3 separate regions of the Mus musculus genome follow, and regions 2 and 3 are each linked to region 1. Evidence: chromatin contacts called from public HiCAR-type data. All regions are on one chromosome and are shown on one strand. The core of a region is the stretch at or near the end of the contact, and the rest is flanking DNA. Distances in the headings are between cores, read along the strand shown. Region 1 holds the start of Mdga2 (MAM domain containing glycosylphosphatidylinositol anchor 2). Region 2 holds the start of Klhdc2 (kelch domain containing 2). Region 3 holds the start of Mis18bp1 (MIS18 binding protein 1).

The links. HiCAR-type assays count read pairs that join an accessible place to other places.
Region 2: a contact with region 1 is called in a HiCAR-type map of astrocytes, with 5 times the contacts expected there. The contact joins the promoter of Klhdc2 here to the promoter of Mdga2 in region 1. A contact is called at or near these places in 1 of 39 promoter capture datasets (hippocampal neurons) and 1 of 115 datasets of contacts at active chromatin or transcription factors (astrocytes).
Region 3: a HiCAR-type map of astrocytes shows a contact between it and region 1, with 6 times the contacts expected there. The contact joins the promoter of Mis18bp1 here to the promoter of Mdga2 in region 1. A contact is called at or near these places in 1 of 39 promoter capture datasets (hippocampal neurons), 1 of 484 Hi-C or Micro-C datasets (cortical neurons) and 3 of 115 datasets of contacts at active chromatin or transcription factors (astrocytes, forebrain and stem cell-derived neural progenitor cells).

The regions. Positions count from the first base shown.
Region 1 is chr12:67,220,548-67,225,272 of GRCm38.p6, reverse strand. It overlaps Mdga2 (MAM domain containing glycosylphosphatidylinositol anchor 2), which reads left to right and starts at 2,724. Exons shown (of 17, transcript NM_001193266.1): 1 at 2,724-4,303. The coding sequence starts at 4,231.
Region 2 is chr12:69,294,505-69,299,229 of GRCm38.p6, reverse strand. Klhdc2 (kelch domain containing 2) reads right to left here and starts at 2,549. Exons shown (of 13, transcript NM_027117.3): 1 at 2,083-2,549. The coding sequence starts at 2,235.
Region 3 is chr12:65,170,410-65,175,134 of GRCm38.p6, reverse strand. It overlaps Mis18bp1 (MIS18 binding protein 1), which reads left to right and starts at 2,555. Exons shown (of 14, transcript NM_172578.2): 1 at 2,555-2,686.

The DNA of each region.
Region 1 (4,725 bases), core at 1,475-3,974:
ATCCACACGTTGGTCTTCCTTCTTCTTGATTTTCTTGTGTTTTGCAAATTGTATCTTGGGTATTCTAAGTTTCTGGGCTAATATCTATTATCAGTGAGGATAGGCTTTTAATCAGGGGTTCAAGATTAAAATTGGTACAGAAATCTGGAGTGGGTCATGAAATCCCAGAAGTCTAGAACTAGGGACTAGAATGCTTTGCTTTCCAAATGTATAGTTTATAAGGCAATAATATTCTTTGCCAAATGAGTGAAAGCTCTCTGAAGATTGTGAAGAGCTTTGACATTCTTGATTTTGTTCAGCTGACCAGGTACCTCTAAGCAGCAGCCATGGTGAATATGAGGCCCTAGCCACACCATCTACACCCTCCCAGACCAGCTTCTGCATATGGAGGCTTTGCCAGCCATCTACCTTTCTTACTGGACTCTGAATTTGCTTTGTCCAGGGCTCTCCTTTGCGTGTTTTGTTCCTTTCTCAGGCTGACTGTCTCCCTTTAGGCCCTTAGGAGCTTATCAAGTTTTAGAAATACTAGAAGTGAACTTATCTGACTAAACTAGAGATGTGCAGCTAACCAGGCTGGATAATAGCCACACCAAGCTCTGGTGTGGGTCAGGAATCTGTGAGCAAGAACTAGAAAACACACATAGGTAGGTATGAATTTTGGTTTTGTGTAGACTTTCCAAAAGATTTTTTGTAGATAAAAAATGATATTTTTCTCATGCCTGTTTCCTTTTATAATCTAGTCCAGGGAGTAGTGTGGATGAGAGTTTGTGTGATATAACTAGCATCCAGAGGAATAGGAAGTAGAATAAATATAGCATAGTATTTATATTATGATAAGGGAGTAGATTGGAAAATGAAGACAGATTTGCCATTGAAGTTCTGCATTTTCCCTTCTGAGCTCTATATCCAGATTAGTATTTCAATTTTTCATTTTCCTTTTTTTTTTTTTTTTTGAGACAGGGCTTTACTGTGTAGTACATGTTGAACTGAACTTACCATCCTCCTTCCTCAACTGTGTGAGTACTGAGATTTCAGGCATGTGCCACCAGATCTTCCCTACCTTATTTCTATCCCACTACCTTAAGTGGATCCTATGAATCCTTCAGGGCCGTGTCTGGCATCATTCTATTTAGGTTAAAACATTTGAGAATAGAGAAGGAATTAGTAAATATTAAATGACTATTTAATCAGCTGAAACTGTAGTTAATACAAGTCCAACAGGTACCTAAAATGATTCAAGTTGTCAGGGGATAATCTCAAAGTTTATGTGAGCTGACATCACAAATGATAGTGACCACAATTTTACACGCTAAAGCCAGAATACTGTTGAATGGATCATATTAGCAATGTCATGGAGGATTGTTTAAATTGTTAAATCCCCTATAACACATATTCTGTACATAAGTATAAAGAAAAATCCCAGTGATGTAAGATGTGAATCACACTACTTCTGCAGGAAGTCTCTCTAATTGGCTAATCCCTTAAATTCTGGGGCCATGGCTCTGTCTTAGTACCTTCTGTCTGCTAAGACACCCCCTGCCTGTCTTTCAGGCTTGGCTCAGGCTCACCACCTGGAGGCCTGAAGTAGCCAGTGCTAAGGTATGACTACAAAATCACGCCTGTTTAGTCAATGTAGCCAGAAGAATATTAAATTTCAAGAAGAAATTAATATATTGGCTAAATAAGCCAGCTAATTCATTCTGTAAGTTCCCTATATAGTGTTTCATAGGAGAAGAAAAGCCTATATTTAGTTTAGTGGAGATGTTCTTTATACCCACAATGGCAGTGTATTATGCCAGTGTATTATGGAGACAAATAAATGAATACCGTGCTCTACATTTCCCTGAAAATAACTTTCTCACATGTATAAACGCGTCTAACCATTTCACTCACTTACCATATTTTGGCTAAGTGGATCTAGACAGTAAAACCTAATTTGAAAAAGAAACACACTAGAGTAACTCAGACTGTGTGGGATATTCCCCATTATGTTTTAGTTTATTAGTTTTACACCTGTTCTAGTGTAAATTAAAGATGCTTTCTCATTCTGACCATTTTGTAGTAGGGAGAATTTTAAGCTCCTCAGAACTGACCCTGTTTCAAGGAACCCTGTCTTTCATGTGAGAGGGGCTTTTCCAAGCATTTAACTTTAGGAGGTATTATATATAAAACCGACTCTTCCTGAACTCCTGGTGGTCTTCCTTCCTTCCCCCCAACACCCTTCCTCTGTTATGATGACCACATTTCCACGGAAACATGACAGGGATGGAGAAGACTGAGGCAGCTTCCAATGACTTGGCCTGCTCTGCCCTCTAGCCAAGCAGAACAGTTCCTGGAAGACCTTGGACGGCAGAAAGGGGATAAAGGTGTCCTGTAATTACCGCGTGTCTGAGGACGTAGCCAGCCCTTCCCTTCCGCGTGCAAACGCCAGCGGAGGCATCGGAAATGAATTACCAGCCCTCGCCCCCGCGGAGCTAGGGAAGAACCAGGGATGGCCTCGGCGGGGTGGAAGAGAGGCTGGGTGCTGCTACCCCTCTGAGCCCATCACTGCTGTCCAAGCTGATGAGCACCAGTGCCTACCCTGGTGAGCAGAGCCCGGGAGGCAGAGGAGGCTCAGGGGAAGGCGCCCGAGCCCTGCACTCGGTTTTGACGTCGCCGGGCTGCGGCTAGCAGCCTCGCGCTCTCAGCACGTAGCGCACAACGTGACCACACACAGCCTTCCTCCCCGGCAGCCTGGCCGCCTGCGCTCCGCGTCCGCCGCTTCTCCATCCTCCTCCTCTTCTTCCTCCTCCTCCTCCTTCCTATCGCCTCCGCGGTGCGCAACCCCCAGCGTCAATCCAGGGATCCCGAGCAAGCGTAGGGCCCCGGACGCTCCTCTGCCCAGCTTGGGCATCTCTGCCGCAACTGCGGCCCGCAAGGCGGCCGCGCAGCCGGGGTGCCCTCAGCAGGCGGCCGCTTCTCTGTTCCGCTCCGGATGCCAGCACTCCGTTAGCCCGGGTGGGGAAAGCCCTTCTGCGGCTCCCGGGTCTAAACTCCCGCCAGTCTCCACCGCCCCCACCCCCTCCACCTGGCGGGGGCGGCGCGGAAGCGAAGAGGACTCGCGGTACGGGTGGGCACGCGTGGACGGTGTGCGGATCTGCTCTGCGCTCGGCATCCTCCCTCTCCTGCAAGTGGTGGTGCTCGGACTCTGCTTTTGGCTCCGGAGATTGGTGCTGCCTCCAGGAGCACCCTCTTTGCTGGCGGGGCGCTCAAGGCTGTTTGGAAGAGCCGTGGCGGTGGCGGCAGCGGCTGAGGCTGGTGCCTGGCGAGCTCCAGACGGGCGCTCCGCTCCCGCTTGGACCCTTTCGCCCTCCTCTCTCCTCCTCCGCTCCCTCCTCCCCATCCCCCGTTTCCCACTCCTCCTCTTCCTCCTCCTCCTCTTCCTCTCCCCGCTCGGCGATGCGAGTCTCTGTCGTGTAACAGGATTGGCGTTGCAATGGCAACTGATGGAATGGGGGAAGGCAAGACAGCAGGGCTGGGGGCTCCGGACTGCGGGCGGGCGAGCCGCTGCCGCCGCTTGACGCTCCTCTGGGGACCTTCGCGAGTTACTTTGTAAAGGCGAACCCGGGCGAGGGAGCCCCGCTTCGTGCCCGGGTCAGAGGCCACTTCCTGCTCCCTGGCTGTCCAGCGCGGTTCGCGTCGCGCGGCGCCCCCAGGGCTCCTGCCCGCTCCTGCCGCTTGCCCGCGCCCGGAGCCCGGAGCCGCTTCCCTGAAGAACACTTGTCCTCACAGCTCTGCTTCCCATCACCGCCCCCTGCTCCTCCCCGGCGTCTGCGATTTTCCCAGGCGCCCGGTGTGAGTGCGGCTTGTGTGTGAGTGCATGTATTGGGGTATTGTGTAGTGGGAGTGTGTTCCCGCGTGTGTGTGCTTATACGTGTGTGCTTGTGCGTGTGTGTGTGTGTGTGTGTGTGAGCGTGTGTGTGAGCGTGTGTGTGCGTGTGTGTGTGTGTGTGTGTGTGTGTGTGTGTGTGTGTGTGTGTGTGCATGAGTGTGGGGTGTGTGGGGCTCCAGCGCTCCGCTCACGGCCGCCGCCAGGGAAGGACAGACGGACAGTGCTTCCTCCCATTGCTAGCAGTTCCCGGGCACCTCGACTCGGCCCGGGCACAAGTGGAGCGCGCCTTGCTGGCCGCTGGCCTCCAGAAGGTCCCACTGCGTCCCCCTTGGGCTGGATATGTTCATGTTCACGTGAAGATGGATTTAGTGTACGGTCTCGTGTGGCTGCTGACAGTCCTCCTGGAGGGAATCTCTGGCCAAGGAGTGTACGGTGAGTGGAATCGCGACGCTATCGTGACCTTGTGATTCCTAGGCAAGATAGGCTGCTGAGCTAAGATACACGACTCGCGCCGTTCCGGGGCCCCTCCTGGCGTGGCATTTGATTTACACTTCATCACGTTATTGGGAGCTGAAAGGAGGCTGCGAGCGCGCTGCGGATTGGGCTGCGAGCGGCTCCCCCGGCTCTTCCACTGGGGCTCTGAGTTGGGTCGGGCCAACAGCATCGCACTCAGAGGAACGAGTGGCTTTGCACTTGATTTATCCCCGCGGGGAAACATGGGCTCTTGCAGTCTTGGATTCAATAATGGCTTGGCGCGGTGTCACTTCCGCGGTTTCCCCTGAAGGGAAGCTTGGAATGTGACCGCCTGAGTCCCTTTCACCCTTTCTTTTACTCCTTAATTCCTATGAGGCCCC
Region 2 (4,725 bases), core at 1,300-3,799, 2.1 Mb before region 1:
GGCGAGCCCAGGAGTCCCCCTTTCCTGTGCACACTGCCTTATTTCATCCCTGCCTCCTCCCTGGCCACTATCTCACAGGGATAAAAACTGGCCTTCACTGAAAATGAGTGACTACTAATGGTTCGGTAATGGAGCAGCTAGCCATGAAGCTCTCCTCCTCTCCCTGCTGGAAGGACCTTATAAACTAACCATCAGAAAATGCCCACAGGCTGCAGAGATGGCTCAGTGGTTATGAGCACTGACTGCTCTTCCAGAGGTCCTGAGTTCAAATCCCAGCAACCACATGGTGGCTCACAACCATCTGTAATGAGATCTGGTGCCCCCTCTTCTGTGTCTGAAGACAGCTACAGTGTGCTCATATACATAAATAAATCTTAAGAAAGAAAGAGAGGAACTTTCCACTCTGACCATTTCTCCATGCCCTTCAGAAGGGTCTCATGCCCATGTCAACACTTGGGTGGTGGGAACAGCCAGATCTGGAAAGAGTCCAAGGCCAAACTCCATGACAGTGGCTCAATGCTAGTGTTCACAAACAGAATTATGAGTAACATACGTTAGACCAAAGTGTGATTGACCAACAGGTCTACCTTCCTCAAAGGACATTTATATTTTGAAAAGGTTTATTGAAGTTGATTAGTTTTGCCGGCATGCCTGTCTGTGCATCCCTGGGGTGCAGTGCCCAGAAAGGCCAAAGGAGGGACATGAGATCCCCTGGGACTGGAATTACAGTTGTGAGTGGCCATGGGGGTGTTAAGAGTCCAACCCAGAAATGTGGCCAATGCTGGTAACCACTGAGTCACCTCTCCACCCCTGGAATTTATGTTTTAATAATAGTCACTACACAGCTGGCATGGGGGCGCACGCCTTTAGTCCCAGCACTGGGGAGGCAGAGGCAGGCAGATTTCTGAGTTCAAGGCCAGCCTGGTCTACAGAGTGAGTTCCAGGACAGCCAGGGCTACACAGAGAAACCCTGTCTCAAAAAACCAAAAATAAATAAATAAATAAATAAATAAATAAATAATAGTCACTACACACCTGCTCTCTACTATAGTCACTACACACCTGCTCTCTAATCTCTAGAATTCTCGACATCGACCTCTAAATACCTGATTCCTGGAAGCCAGGGACAACAGAATGCATTAATTCACGCTGGCAAAATAACTAATGGTTAAACCGACAAGGTATGGGACAGTTGTCTCAAAATGGCCACCTATGATCAGGTCGTCAGTACTATAAGCTATTAGAGTCCTTAAGCAAACCACAGGCGCAGAGAACTGGACTTCCCAAGGGGGGTGGGGGGGCGTCATTTTAACACTAAAATAGTTTTAGGTCAAATGGCTCAAATGAGTGTGCACCACATGAAATCCAAGAACTAGAGTGAGTGTATCATGGAATTCTAAAACCAGTACAGAAGAACCAGTGAGCAGCGGTTTAAGGAGGTAACTGAGCAGTATTCCCCAGCTCGCGGTATAAAACAATGCAAATGACTAAAAAGATACTTGGTCACAAAGTCCAAAGGCCTGCACTCCAATTACATACGCTGCTGGGGATTCACTGGCTATTTTTTCCTTTAAAATCCGCAGTAAGGCCTACTGAGGAGCAATCCTTTCTCAGCTGAGACCAGTTAAGAAAAATGGCCCTGCGTTCAAACAATAGATAGGTGGGGGCATCTGCACAGGTGTTGATGACACCGTTACACCTTCGGGGAGGTTGAGCAAGCGATTCCTGTGGCCTTGGTTCACACAGTGACAATATTGTTGAATATAGTGTCTGTCGGCTAAATGGCCCCAGCTCCGGGCGACCGGGCCCAAAGGTATATGAGTGATTCTCACACACCCTCGCCCCCACCCTTTTCCGTACCTCGGGCCACAGTCACCCGCTACGCGACCCACAATAACAGAACCTCGCTCCGCTCACTCCAAAGACAATGCGTAGGGGGTGCGTGGGATAGGCTGACTCATAAGTTCAAGAGAGCGGTGACAATAGCCCAGGATCCCCGAATCCACCAGGGCAGGGCGGGAAGATGCTCTCCTGAATGAGCAAGAGCCGCGGCGGCGATCGTGCCCACTCCGCCCTACTGACCTTGTAGCCGCCCCAGACGAACATGTGGCGCCCATCGCTGACAGCGACGTGGCCGCTGCGTTCAGCCGGGCAGGCCAGCTCCATGGCCTCGTAGTTCTCGAAGGCCGGGCCCGGCAGATCCTCCGCTCGAGCATCCTCGTTGCCATCAGCCATCTTGAGGCTGCACCGCTGGCCACCGAGACCGCTCCGGCCCCGCAGACGGGAGACAAAGGAAAGCGGAGCGGTGGACCGCGGCGCGCAGCCAGCGCTGACGACCCGCCTGTCCTGCGCTACGCCTCCGCCTCCGGGACGAGCGCTGGGGCGCGCGCCGACAGCGGCTGCGGGTCTCGCGGGGACCGCGCCGCGGCCGGGTCCTGGCTCAGAGCGGGAGAGCGGCCGACGGGGCTCGCACTCGCAGCCCGCCCCGCCTCCGGCCGCCGGGGCCTTGTTTATGCCGCCGCCGGAAGTCGTCCGCAGCGGACACTGTCCCCACGCTCCGGAAGCGCTCTCGCCCCCTGCGCTGCTGAGCCTCCCGTCGTCCGGTCCCACCGCAGTGCTGTCCTACTGCTGTGTAGTCCTCCCAGTCGGGCCCTTGGGCATCTGAGTCCTCCCAACATCCGTCCTCCCGCCTCAGGGTGCTCTGGCCTGGATAGTTCCTAAACCATAACAACCCACCCTTGGGGAAAGAATGCGAATCCCAGACTCACAATCTGGGCTTCTAAGAGGCCAAATGAAAATTACGAATTATTTAAACCCAATTCCTCGCCCATAAAATAAGGCTGGTCTGGAAAACACTTCAGGCTCCTCATTTAAATGGTGGCTCTCCGTGCTGCTCATCTTGTCTTTTTTTTTTTTCTTTCTCCCTCTCTTCGTTTTGGGACTGCTAAATATATACTGAGCAAAATACACACTTAACAAAAACGACCAAAAAAAGCTTTTCTCTTTGAAACTCTCACCAGTTGCTGGAGATGTACTTGCTGAAACACAAGAGTTAAGGGTCTGGGGTTTGAGATTAAAGCGCTGGGATAAAAGGTGTGCTCCACCAGGCAGATTCTGTTTCTTGACCAGATTCATCCAGGTCTCCCTGGGGCAATTTTGCCATGCAAGAGATGTCCAGTGCCCTTGGTGCTGTGCTGAGGGGGGCCTTCCTCACTGCCATTGCAAGAGACAGTCAGAGAGAGAAATGGCCTTCCTGCTGCTGCCCAGGGTGTATACTGTCAAAAAGAGATTGGCAGCGTTTCCACCAGCCACTTCGTGCTGGATGACACTGGAGAAGAAAATCTAGCATCAGTTTCATGTTTGGCGGGTAGAAGACATCTCTCACTGTTGGCCACAACCTCTCACACTGCAAATCTGCTGTAATGTGAATGACCAATTTGCACTAAGCTGAGGTTTGTGGTGAGCAACTGATCGTCCAACAGTGGAAATCACCTTGCCCTAGGGGTCAGGAGCATGCAAGTGGATATTCCTCCACAGATCAGCCTTATTCCAGATGAGCTGCACTTGGACACATTTTACTGCCTCGTGATTATTGTTTGCAAGAAAAATTTGATGGTGTTGTGGGGATAGCCACTAGAGAGGACAGCTCAGACATGAACTTAAGGCAATAGAAAGTCTTTATTAGTTTGGGATCCCAGTGTAGCAACGAGCCTTTCTCAGAGTGAGCTTTTAAGCACAAAACCCATGTTCTGGACGGATACACTTCAGTTAACAAGAACAGTTAGCATCCCAGAGAATCTTGCCACAGAAGCCAGATGAAGGTAATCTACACCACAGAGCCACTGCTGTCCCTTGTCCTCAAGAGACTAGACTTCTGTCACTCCATGAGACTATCAATAGTTACAAATAGTCCTGGGCCATTGTAGAAGGATTTTTATCCAGCAACATGGCTACTCTGATTGGAATACAGACACACCCTTAGCACACACTTTAATCTCAAATGATGAAGGTAAAGTTAGTTTGTAGAAGGAAGCACCCATGTTTGAAAGTGATGTTTAGTTGAATAGCAGACATAGTGGCAGATCAGAGAAAGATTTGATAGAACAGGATGTACCCAACGCTCACAAGGAGAGGAAAGGGGAACTCCTCAAGGGCCAGTGCAGAGAGAGAGAAGAGGCAGCTTTACTTGGAGAGGGTACAGAGACAAGTTGCAGAGAGAGAACATGCTAGCCACAGGTGAAGACAGAAAGCCAGAGAATGAGAAGGAGCAGAAGATTAGAACATGTCGCCAAAGTTAGTTATGAGGCCAAGCAGAGCAATCAGGAGAAGCCAAGAGAAATGAGATTGAGGGCTGGCGAGATGGCTCGGTCGTTAAGAGTGCCAACTGCTTTCTGAAGGTCCTGAGTTCAAATCCCAGCAACCACATGGTGGCTCACAACCATCCTTAATGAAATCCGATGCCCTCTTCTGGAGTATCTGAGGACAGCTACAGTGTACTTACATATAATAAATAAATGAATAAATACATAAATAAATATACAAATACATAAATACATAAAAATTTTTAAAAAAAGAACTGAGATTGAATCAGTCAGCTTGGAGAGGAGTTTTGAATCAGAACAGCTGAGTTGAACCAACCAGAACTCAGAAAGAACTAGAGAAGGTGAGTTTAATTCAGCAGTAAGTCTCAGAGGCTGAAAACATTCTAGGCCTAGATTAGATTGT
Region 3 (4,725 bases), core at 1,306-3,805, 2.0 Mb after region 1:
GCCTATATATATATATGTGTGTGTGTGTGTGTGTGTGTGTGTGTGTGTGTGTGTGTATAATATAGATTTAATAAAATCTTCCACTTTTCTTCATAAACTAACAAGTACAGACATGAATCCTCATTTGACCTGAGTTGAGTAAGGTCCCTGGAACCAACTCTTCGGGCTACTGAAGGTGACATCAGGGAACTGTGACCCTTTTACCTGCCCCCCTAACTGCTCAACCATTTTATCCTTCATACCGCTGAAACAACAGACCTGTGCTTCCCCTGTCTAATTGAGCTCCCTTTAACGTTTCTTTTTACAAAGGTCAGATCTGCACGGAGATCTGAAGGTTCACTAGTCTCAATTCTTCCCCATGTTTAATCTTTCACAGCATCAGTTTCTTGGAGGATCTGAATATAAGCAACGGCACAGTGAAAACACTAGACTAGACCACTCCAAGGGCCTAAGAGTTAATGGGGATCAAATTGCAAAGGCTATTTCTTTGGAGGTGGGGCAGACAGAAGGAAGAACAAAAGGACAGAAAAGTAAGATTTTATATGATGGTCAATGTCCTATTTAGGAAAACATTACCAGCACTGGTATTTGGGGGGGGGGGGGGCTTTGGACCTGACACCAAGTTGGTACATTTTATACTTATAGTACTTATGAGATTGTATTATTTAGCCTGGAATTTGACCACCTTTACTCCCAAATTTAATTCAGATCCACACTCAGTCATTTTCTCATGGCCCTGCAAGGGCATTTTCTCCCTCCCTGATGCTTTCCTCTCCTCTCACTTGCTTCTAACTTAGAATAGTTGGTTGACTTATGATTCAGAAATCTGAAAAAAGTCACTTAAATTTCTTTTCCCTAGGACAAGGACCTAGAGCCTTGTGCATAGTAAGTAATCTGCCATGAAACCACACCCTAGCACTCTTTAGGTTTTGAGACTGGATCTCGTTAGGTCATCCCTGCTGGCCTCAAACTCATTCTGTGACCCAAGATAGATTTAAAATTTTAATCTACTACCTAAGCCTTTGGACTAGCTGAGAGCAGAGCTACATTATCCACTTAGCCCACTTCCATTCTTAATGTTAAATTCATGATCCCCACCCCCACCCCCCACCGCATTCCCAGGCCCCCTGTTGGGATTGTGAGTCAATAGAGGTATGGTCAAAGGGCAAATGAAAAACACCATGCTCCTGACTTGACCCTAAGACCAGGGCTAAGAGAAAAACCACCTTGACCTTTACTTGATCGCAAGCCCAAGACTAAGGTTAAGAAACAGAGTCCCTCGGTCTCCACCCTCGGGGTCCCCCGCCAAGAATTCCAATATAATATCCCTGCCTCAATCAAGCTCAGGTCCCTGCTTCTTCTAAAGGCAACCACTCTCCTGTGTGAGGTGTGTTGTGTCTCAACCGCTGGAGCAGAACTGCTATGCCAGCTTTGTGGATACCTTCCCTGGCAGCTGAGGAAGAGATATAACACATCTGTAGGGGAAGCAGTTCCTTTCAGAGCCCCAACACATACTACAGGCTGCCCTCCGATTGATTCTCCATCCTCTTGCCTCAACCTCCCAGTCTTAGGATAACAGGCATGTACTATCAAGTGGCAAAACAGACTTCAGGAACCAGTGCCACAAAACGCACTGCAACCGACATTCACTGAGAAAAGAAATTCTACTATGGTCCTTAGATTTTTTTTTTAAAGATTAATTTATTTATTTTATGTATATTGAGTACACTATAGTTGTACAGATATGGTTGTGTACAAGGTTGAGCCTTCATGTGGTTGTTGGGAATTGAATTTTTTTGTTTGTTTTGTTTTGGAGACGGTTTCTCTGTATAGTCCTGGAGCTCACTTTGTAGACCAGGCTGGCCTCGAACTCAGAAATCCGCCTGCCTCTGCCTCTGTGCTGGGATTAAAGGCGTGCGCCACCCTCCGGCCCAAAGATTTATTATAAAGAACACTGTAGCTGTCTTCAGACACACCAGAAGGGGGCATCCGATCCCATTACAGATGGTTGTGAGCCACCATGTGGTTGCTGGGAATTTAACTCAGGACCTCTGGAAGAGCCAGTTCAGTCTACTACTTGGGAGCAACTTTTTTTTTTTTTTTTTCCTGGCCCGAAGAAAATCTAAACAGCAAACTGAAAGAAAAATTCTTTCAAACTCTCTAAAGCAGTTTTTCTCCTCAGAAACGGACTACACTGAGAAAGCGCAGCCTAGAACTAACAAGTGTGGCCCGCAAGGGTCAAATTTAGTAAATCGCGCCTCGGTAAGCGCCGCTGGGCGTCAACCGTCGTGGGGTTTTCTCCCCGCGGAGCATCACGGGAGGAGTGGCGAGGCGCTCCCGGGGGCCCGCCTTGTGGAGAGAAACAAACTCCACGAGCAACCGAGGGGCTTCGGTCGGACGCTTTCCGCTCTCACAGCCTCGGGCCGCTCTGGGCTGTGCTCCTGTTTCCTGGAGTTCCGGAAGACGCGCCGTGTCGCAACCTCTGCGCGGGCCAATCGCAGGCACCGGGGGGCGGGCTCTCGGGATTTGAAATCCAGCGCTATTTGTCCGTGCTGGGGAAGTGGACGAGGAAGGCGAGCGGAGTTTCAGTCTGCGGACACGCGTGGAGCCCTTGCCCGGGCCTCCGTGGGTCTGAGGCGCTGCGAGCCCTGGGTAACCACGGCCTCGAGCTGCTGTCCTCACCAAGGTAGGTCCTCTGCTCGCTCAGCCTCGCGGACCGATCGGCCGGGTCCCCGCCTGACTCTTCTCGGGCGTCTAACTTCTGCTCTGTTCGCTCGTTAACATTGCTGCCCTAGCGCCCGAGATTTGTTCTAAAATCCGAAGTCTCCGTGAGGAGTAGCGTGGGAATGCCCAACTCTTTGTCTCCGGACCCAGCATTCCTAGAGGCAGCCGCTTATGCGTTCTTAGGATTGAATACCATGCTTGTTGCAGGCATCTGTAGATGTTAGAGATTTTGTTTGGAAAACAGGAAGTTCCATGGAACACAGGGCCCCCAATGAAGGAGCTAGAGAAAGTACCCAAGGAGCTGAAGGGGTCTGCAACCCTATAGGTGGAACAATAATATGAACTAACCAGTACCCCAGAGCTCTTGACTCTAGCTGCATATGTAGCAGAAGATGGCCTTGTACAAGGCCACCAATGGGAGGAGAGGCCCTTGGTCTTGCGAAGATTATATGCCTCATTATGAGGGAATGCCAGGGCCAGGAAGCAGGAGTGGGTGGGTTTGGGGGGGGTATTGGGGATAGCATTTGAAATGTAAATGAAGAAAATATCTAATAATAAAAAAGAAAAACAGAAGGTTCCTTCATCCTATCCTTAAAGTATAACACTGTACAGTCAGGCGCATTTGTTGTTGTTTATTTTAGAGATTATAATTTACTTAGATTCTCCTCCCCCCTTCCTCCCTCCAAACCCTCCCTTACAAACCTCCCTACTCTCTTTCAAATTCAGTGGTTCATTTTCACCAATAACAGTTGCAAATATGTACACACACACATATATATTCCTAGCTATAACCTGCTGAATCCGTGTAATGTTGCCAGTATGTATGGTTTGTTGTTGTTGTTTTATGGGTTTCTTAACGTGCTTATGCTCATAAGCATGTGATGTGGGTTTTTTAAAATGTGGCTATCAAGTCTGTTTTGCCATTTAATCCTTCTGCAGTTTTTAATGTTCTTATTGTTTTTGTTGTTGAGTACATCGAATTGAGATTTATAAATGAATTGTCACTAGGAGAAGCAGGAGCTGGTAGGTGGTAAGGTGCTCTACTATTTAAATCTCCTGCAGGATTTGTCTTTTGAATATGCCTGGTTTATCCACACAAGCATTCCTCATGATATCATGCTAGTAGAAAATTTACACATACATTTCACCAAGCGTGTAACAGTGCTTGGGTAGAAGTGCTGCAGCAGGGTTCTACTGGGGAGTCTTCTGGCAATGATGCTTTGGAAGCTGAGGGCTGAACCCACATTTGCTGTGAAAATCCTTCAGCTGTGGCAGGCTGGGTGGAATATTGCATCGCTGGAGGTCCCAGGAGACACTTAAGAGCAGGACATTGACTTGGTCCTGTGTGGGCTTGGCAACAGTACCTGAAGTTCCTTAGTCACTGAGGCCAATGTCTCAAGTCTTCTTGTCACTGGCTAGAGACACCATTCTCAAAGTTTCAGAATTTATTAGGGGGGGGGGGGAGGTAGTGGTGTTAGCGTTGTACTCTTAGGGCCCACAGCTTGAGATTGGTTTACTTCCATATCAACACCATCTTGGGGTTAGTTCATTAGCACACTGGCCCTGTCTGGGCTAGGCTCCTATCTGAGCTTCTGGATGGCCTCTGGTGGCTTGCTTCTGAAACCTAGTTCTTTAACTATCATGATTTCAAGTTACACCAAATGACTATTAAGCTATGTGACTATTGACATATGGAGGTGAGGTGCGCTGCTGCTGCTGCTGCTGCTGCTGCTGCTGCTGCTGCTGCTGCTCCTCCTCCTCCTTCCCCCACCCCTCCTCCTTCTCATTATGCATGTTTGAACCTAGGGTCTTCCAGTCTAGGCAGGCAACAAGTATTGGCCACTGGCTGTAACCTCATGTTTACCTTTTCTTTTGAAGCAGGATCTGTAGTGACTTTGCTCTGTAGCCATCTTGGAGGCCTTGAACTTACGATTCTCTTGCTTTCCAAATAACTGGGTCTATGGGCCTTGTGCCTCAGTTCAGCTTTTATCTGTCCTTAAC